Regions from separate parts of the Sus scrofa genome. Here region 2 is linked to region 1. A link is a contact called in public HiChIP or PLAC-seq data. All regions are on one chromosome and are shown on one strand. The core of a region is the stretch at or near the end of the contact, and the rest is flanking DNA. Distances in the headings are between cores, read along the strand shown.

Region 1 (3,533 bases), core at 151-2,650:
TCCCCTGCGGAGTCCTCCTCCCTGCTGCACCCTCATGGCTCGATCCCTAGTGCCTGAAGGACAGGATGAAGGATGCGCACATGGGGTGCTGAGGGCCTGACAAGGGGGCGTGGGGTGATAGACGGGGCCTGATGTGGCCACTGCTCAGGATTTCTCTGAGCGCATACTCTGTTCCCAGCACGGTTCCAGGCGCTAGGCACACAGTGGTGAGGCAGCCACATCCTCCTGCCTGGGAAGAGATGCTGTCCTGGTGTGGGGGGGCAGGCGAGGAAGTGGGGATCTCTGAAGCCTCATGAGCTGGCTGCGCGGCCTGACATGCACTCATTTGGCCACGGCAAGACCAGAAAGTTCCAAGCGGCAGGGACGGCAGATGAAAGAGGGCTCCTGGGCATCCAAGCCTTTCTGTGTCCCCCGTTTCTTGTTCTCAGGGAATAAGCCTCCACCTCCATGACCTTCCCTGAGTTCCAAAGGGCAGCTGATACGCAGGGAGGGGAGGGGATGCGGAGTCGAGGGAGGAGCAGGGCAGCCTAGGGGCAGGTCCCGGTTCCTCCTCAAGGAATGTACAGAACGATACCTATATGCCTTTCTGCAGAACTAAACCCCCCAAAAGGGAAGAGCTACTGGATGAAGCAGTCTTCACGCAGGAGAAAGACCAATGAACTGGTCCCAGGGCCGACACACACCGGCTTGGAGAAACAGCACAGGCCACCTCAACCCTGCTCCTTACCTACGGCCCATTTGCCACTCCCCAAACCATGAAACCACTTCTCATCACTCCCAAGGGGAGCACAGCTTTAAGGCATTAGCCTGCTGGGCCCCCTCTGCCTGGCAAAGCAATAAAGGCATCTCCTCCTTCACCCCAACTCTCCGTTCCTATTCAGCATCTGCGGATGGAGTTTTGGCACCAATCCCAGCTGCAGTCCTCCTGGAGGGGCCGGTGAAGGCTCCCACCTCAGGGCCTTGGCACCTGCTGGTCCTTCCGGCTGAAGGTCTGCGGGGCCCCTTCCCTGACACCCTCCAGTCTGCCTTTAAACACCGCCTATGTAATGAAGCCTTCCCGTTGGGATGGGGGTCTGCAGAGACCCCACCCACCCAGCCACCCCTCCTGAGGCTGCCGTCTTTCTCCCCAGCACCATCGCCCCTGGCCCTTGTGGGCCGCTTTCTGTGGCTCACTAGAACAGAGGCTCCCAGAGGACAGACGTGATTGTCCCCGCTGACAACCGTGTCCTCTGGAGAGAGAACACAGCTGGTACGTGAGTGAGGAAGCCTCGCCCCGCGCATGCGGAGACATCAAAGACGGACACCCATGGACGGGACGTGAAAAGGGGAAGCAGGGTGGAGAGGGTGGGAGGCCCTGGCCCAGGCAACCCAGACGGGAAACTGCCTCCTCAGCCCCGTGCCACCTCCCCGCCTCCCTTCAACTGCATGGGCCCCGCCTGCCGAGCGGGCTGTCCTGTGCCCTGGACCAACCCCAGGGCCCCGCAAGTAATAGCGGGAGCAGCTCCGCTCCTGGGGACCCATTGGGTGCCTGATCCCGTGGGAAGCACGTGAACTCCCATGACCTACTCAACGACCCTGTGAGGCAACCTGACTTCACAGATGAGGAAAGCAAGGCCCTCGGAGGCGATGGACGTGCCCACGGTGGCGCCAGGTCAGGGGCAGAGCTGGGGCCTGAACCTGCTTTCTCATCCACAACGCGACTGAAATAGGGCGGGAAGGGGGCAGGGCACAACCTTCAAAAGAATGACAAGGCCCTTGAGGACACACAACCACACTGGAACCAATTGTGGCCTAGATGGTGGAAGACTCCAGGGACCTTGGGCCCTCCTTCCATCCTGACCTACATTAATGCTCAAATGACATGCCCAAGGGTCCCAGGACAGGTCCAAAGCCAACCAGCAAAGGGACCAAGTGGGCGCAACCCAATTTCTGGACATCCCCGCCCCTCCCCCCAGTGGCTGGACTAATGCTGGCGCTCGTTAGCCTGTGAAATGACCCAGCCCCGGAAAACCCAGCACCCCACTTCTGTGGGTCTGAGAGGCCCCCGCCCTGTCAGAGGGGTGTTGCTGTCAGGGCGGCTCTCTGGCCCTTTGCGATGGACCGCATTCTGTTGGCGGAATGCGGATCTTCCAGGGCCTTCTCTGTGTATCTCTCTCCATGAATCTATTTCTCAGCCATCACTTGGCGTCTTGCTGAATTCCTCTGTGTAGAGACAGAGAGAACCTGAACCTCGCAGTAGGTCCTGAGACCACACACGCCATTCTAATGAAACAAACAAACAACACAGTGGTTCTGAGCCCCAGCCTGGGTTTTGGCTGGATTCCAGCCAAATCTGAGTTGTGCAGTTTGATGTTCTGAAGTCACACCTGTCTCAGGCCATTTCTTGGACGGCAGGAAGGGGCGGGGGAGTACGAGAAATGGATTTGTTGGTGAAGCTGGGACTGGGATTCGAGCCATCCTCCAGGCCCTGTGCCTCTTACCTGAACCCACCAGGACATCTGGGTTCCCCAGGGTAACGGCTGCCGTGAAGTCGGAGCCCCGGTACTCCCCATCCACCTGCCAGTTCACAAACTTCGACTGCTGGGTCTGGGAGGGAGGGGGAGGGGCAGGCGTGAGGGTACAACCTAGCAGGACCCCATGGGGCCCTCCCAGGTCCAAAAAGCCTTTCCCCCTTTTCTTTTTAGGGGCCCACCCGCGGCACATGGAAGTTCCCAAGCTAGGGGTCGAACTGGAGCTATAGCTGCCGGCCTACACCACAGCCACAGTAACACGGGATCAGGGCCACGTCTGTGACCTTATACCACAGCTTGTGGCAATGCCAGATCCTTAACCCACTGAGCGGGGCCAGGGATAGAACCTGCACCCTTGTGGATGCTAATCAGGTTCTTAACCTGCTGAGCCACAACGGGAACTCCACCTTTTTTTCTTGTATGTAGGAAAAAGGTTTCAGCCTCCTAGACCTCCAAATTCTACTAAATGGAAAAGCGAGGCAAAGCGAAAACAAAGGGAAGGCAGTCAATCAGCTGCCACGATAAGGCGGAGTCTCAGAACCTCCTCAGGTGCACGCCAACCATACGCGCCTTTGAGCTCCTCCATAGGGACGAGGGCCCCCACCCCTGGGAGGTGGGTACCTTCAGGCTGAGCACAGATTCCGGGTGTACCACTCTATTCCAGTCCACCGACCAACCCGAAGAAAGGCGCATGCCCTGTAGCCCTCCCCTCAGGTCTGCCTTGAAAAACTCCTTCCTGAAAACTATTAGGGAGTTTGGAGTTCCTGCTATGGTGCAACGGAATCGCCAGCATCTCTGCAGCACCAGGCCACAGGTTCGATCCCTGGCCCAGTGAAGTGGGTTAAGGATCCAGTGCTGCCACAGCTGCAGCACAGGTTGCAACTGCAGCTTGGATCGGATCCCTGGCCTGGGAACTCCATATGCCTCGGAGCGGCCAAAAAAGAAGAAAATAACAACAAAAACAAACAAACAAAAGTTCCCCTTCTGGCTCAGCAGTAACGAACCCAACAAGTATACATGATT
Region 2 (3,886 bases), core at 1,221-3,720, 190 kb before region 1:
GTGTCGGTCTTTGTTCTGAGGAGCTTCCTGGTGAATGTGAGGCCCAGGGCCTCTGACCTTGCCACCTCCACACGAGACACATTCAGCCAGGCACCCATGGGGTTTGGATGTAGACACAGCCTCACACACGGTCACGGCCAGAACGCAGGGGCGGTGCACGGCTCACTCATGTACAGCAGAGGAAGCTGAGAGCAGGGGCAAGAAAGACAAATGTACTCAGAGAAGTTGGGGGCCCAAGGCCCAGAGCCACCGGAGATAAGAATGCCAACTGCATCCTGTCCCTCCTCTGACGCCAAGACACATGGTCAAGGTGGGGGCAGCCCTGGGGAAAGACACTAAAGGAACAAAAGCAGAGGTTCCGTCAGTGTGTTGCAGCCTGGGCTCAGCGGCCTATGGGCACCCCAACCCCAAGTCGACCTCCCCAACAGCATCACGTCCCCAGGCCTGGCCCGTCACCACTGGGCAAAGGCGAGAGCATCAGGTGGCTGGGGAAGGACCCTGCAGTAATCATTCCGTGTGTATATTTCATTCGTATACTAAAAAAAGAGAACTAGCACATCAAAACCAGCATTTTGCATATATTATCGCTCGGGACTGAATGAGATGAAACATATTCAAAATTTTTAAACGAACCAACTTAAAAAAAAAAAAAAAAAACGGTAAGGAAACGGCAGTACAGGTGGTCGGGAGAAATAACAGAGCATTTATACAGCACTTCCACTGCACCAGGCGCCACCCAGGCACTCTCTAAGCTGGCAGAGCTGGCCCAGGCAGGCTGGCTCAGGACCAGCCCCTACACACTCACCCATCTGTGATGATGTGAAATCATTAAGGCCTCCACCTCGGGTCATCCCGCCCACTCCCAACGGCTCCAGCCTGAACCTAACCCCCCGGGCCGTGGAGAGTCAACGAGCTGCGGCAGCTCCGAGGCTTCAGAGCTCGAGGCCCCAGAGCTCGAGGCCCTGGCCTCCAGGGTGCGTTCACGTAAGCCCGGCTGGACCCCAGGCTCACAGGGAACGGGGGCTGGGAGGAGGGCGCAGCAGCACGGACAGCTCCTGCAACGCAGTGATGGGACACTGGGGTGGGCCGGGCTGACAGGTCCAAGAACCAAGCTGGAGCCTGGGCTGCTTCTGAAGGGCAGGGCTGCAAAGCAGTGAGGACCCGCTGCAGCCTGCCGATCCCCGCCCTGCTCTCCGCGCCATGGGGAGGCCCTTCCCGGACAGCATCTCGTGCTCCCACCTGATACTTGGGGTCTCTCGGCAGGTTCGGGGCACAGGCTCTGGAGCCAGTCTTTGACTCCCAGTAAAGCGACTTAACCTCTGTGCCTCAATCACCTTATCCTGAAAACTCGTGTGACTCCACCAGGGTCACCATGGTGACCGAGCATGAGCCCATCCCTCAGCTCAGGGCTCAGCCCACACCAGCGATGGCTGTCATGATTCCTCCCCCACTGGAAGGCAGGGACCCACGACACTCTTGTCAAAGCACCTGTCAGTGACGGAAGGGTTGGCGGACACACACGTGGAGTCTGTGTCTCAGGCCAGGGCGTGTCTGCTTAGCTCAAGGCCACAGCTCTGAAGGTCCCACTGAGGCAGGGGCTGCTCCAGGCAGCTGGCAGGGAGGCGGGGTGGCAGTGCGGGCGGGAGGGAGAAGGCTGTGCGCTGGGCTGGGCTGCGCAGAGGTCGTGGCTCTGAGGAAGAGGACCAGTTCTCATCCGGTGAGGCTGTGCTAATGCTCACAACGACCTCTCCCCCGCTCGGAAAGGGACATCTGTAGGATCTCAGGAGATAAGGGTTGTGGGGGCCCCGCTAAGCAGCTGCCCAGCGCCTGGCCCGACTCAGCAGGAGACACGGCTGGGGGAAAAGATGACAATGACACTGGTGGTCACCACTTGCCCGTGTCGGGCAGCTCCTCTGCGTAAGACACAATGCTGAGCGCATTCCAGGCAGTTCGCTCGGCCAGCTCTGCGATCCTAGGAGACTGGCCATGACGCGCCCATCTTCTAACAGGGGAAGCAGCAAACTCAGAGAGCAAGCTGAGCGTCCAAGGTCGCGGAGCCAGGAGCGGCAGGGCTGGAACACACACCCAGCCCTGTCTTGCTCTGAGATTGGAACATGGCTTAATTTTCACACTACCCTGACAGGCCTGAGGGGGAGGCAGAGGCCAGGGGCAGAGAGTGGCCATGGCGGTCCCTGGACTCTGGCTGGGGCCAAGGGAAGGTGTGAGCTTTGGGGAGGGACGCAGCTGTGTGCAGCTGGCGCCAGCATCCCAGGAAGAGGCTGCGGGCAAAGACAGCCTGCTCCCCGCACCACCTGCCACAGCCCTCACTAAGGGACAGAGAGAAACCCAATGCCAGGCATCAGATGACCAGCAGAGACGGTTGTCTCACCTCTGCACACAGGTGCAAAAGCACCCACGAGGTGCAAGGACAGGTTGGGCAGCAGGGGGCAGCAATGACTCAGGCCAGCCATGCCAGCCTAGAGCTGGTGGGAAAGACAGTCATTCAAGTGGGAGTCAAAACCCAGGGAGCAACGGGGTGGGGGGGGGGGGCAGGGTTAGGGAGCCAGCTCTCACTGCTGGAGCTTCAAGAGCAAGTTGTGGACACAGATGAGACAGATACAAACAGAGCAGTGGGCAGTGGTCCCTGGGAGGGGTAGGTGTGACACGGTGGGAGCAGACTTGGCAGGACCCAGGGCATCAGGAGGTGAATGTGTGGGAGGGGTGGAGGTAGGAGGTGAGGTGGGGGACACAGGGACCTTAGCAAGAACTTTGCTCTCTGAAACAGGAGCCACCGGGGCTGGGTACAGAGCCACACTGGGAGCCACTCAAGTTCTGGGGAGGACTGAATCCATAGGACAGCCGGGCTGGGGAGGGCAGAGCCCACTGGATCCCCTAACAGGGACTGTCAGGGCTGGCACACCAGAGGTGAGGTTTAAGCGCATGGGCAGCTCCGAGCCAGGCCTGGGTTCTACCTGCCTCCATTAGCTAACTGCACGTGGCCTTGACTTCCCAGAGTCTGGCTACCGCATCAGCAGCTCCTACCTCAGGAGGCTGCCTGTCACGCCCTTCCCACCCTGCAAGGGAGGGGCACCATCGCCATCACCCTACTCGACAGGAAGGAAACCGAGAGTCTCATGGCAGGCAGATGACCAGGCCCACACAGGACCCTGGCTCTCAAGGCTCTTTCCTGCAAGGTCCTCAGGCTTTTGTGCTCCCACACCTCACGGTCTGTGGAACCAACCCTCCCTACCCAGACCCCTGGGGCTCACACCCTCGGCCTGGAAGGCTGGCTCAGAGGGGACCAAGCCAGTGTTCAAAAGGCACAGGGGGGAGTTCCCGTCATGGCGCAGTGGTTAACGAATCCAACTAGGAACCATGAGGTTGCGGGTTCGGTCCCTGCCCTTGCTCAGTGGGTTAACGATCCGGCGTTGCCGTGAGCTGTGGTGTAGGTTGCAGACGTGGCTCAGATCCCGCGTTGCTGTGGCTCTGGTGTAGGCCGAGGCTACAGCTCCGATTCGACCCCTAGCCTGGGAACCTCCATATGCCGCGGGAGCGGCCCAAAGAAATAGCAAAAAGACAAAAAAAAAAAAAAAAGAAAAGGCACAGGGGGAGTTCCTGCTGTGGCTCAGTGGGTTAAGAATCCGACTAGGGAGTTCCCATTGTGGCGCAGCAGAAATGAATCTGACTAGGATCCATGAGGTTGCAGGTTTAATCCCTGGCCTCATTCAGTGGGTTAAGGATCCAGCGTTGCCATGAGCTGTGGTGTAGGTCGCAAATGCAGCTCAGATCTGGCATTGCTGTGGCTCTGGCATACGCCGACGGCTATAGCTCTGATTAGACCCCTAGCCTGGGAACCTCCACATGCTGCTAGTGTGGCCCTAAAAAG

The links. HiChIP or PLAC-seq counts read pairs in DNA pulled down with a chosen protein or histone mark.
Region 2: a contact with region 1 is called in an H3K27ac HiChIP or PLAC-seq map of alveolar macrophages. The contact joins two enhancer-like sites. A contact is called at or near these places in 2 of 5 promoter capture datasets (fetal liver and liver), 1 of 47 Hi-C or Micro-C datasets (liver) and 2 of 2 datasets of contacts at active chromatin or transcription factors (alveolar macrophages and skeletal muscle).

What each region holds. Positions count from the first base shown.
Region 1 is chr6:51,363,153-51,366,685 of Sscrofa11.1, reverse strand. It overlaps TOMM40 (translocase of outer mitochondrial membrane 40), which reads right to left. Exons shown (of 9, transcript NM_001315748.1): 5 at 2,481-2,586. Among named protein-coding and RNA genes, the nearest start is that of TOMM40, 4.8 kb to the right of the region's middle. Within about 2 kb of position 1,400, at least 14 of the 83 cell types and tissues checked have an H3K27ac peak or open chromatin away from gene starts, as enhancers often do. A contact at or near this core is called in alveolar macrophages, where this site is marked.
Region 2 is chr6:51,549,830-51,553,715 of Sscrofa11.1, reverse strand. The region is part of intron 1 of PPP1R37 (protein phosphatase 1 regulatory subunit 37); the gene reads right to left. Among named protein-coding and RNA genes, the nearest start is that of NKPD1, 27 kb to the left of the region's middle. Within about 2 kb of position 2,470, at least 5 of the 83 cell types and tissues checked have an H3K27ac peak or open chromatin away from gene starts, as enhancers often do. A contact at or near this core is called in alveolar macrophages, where this site is marked.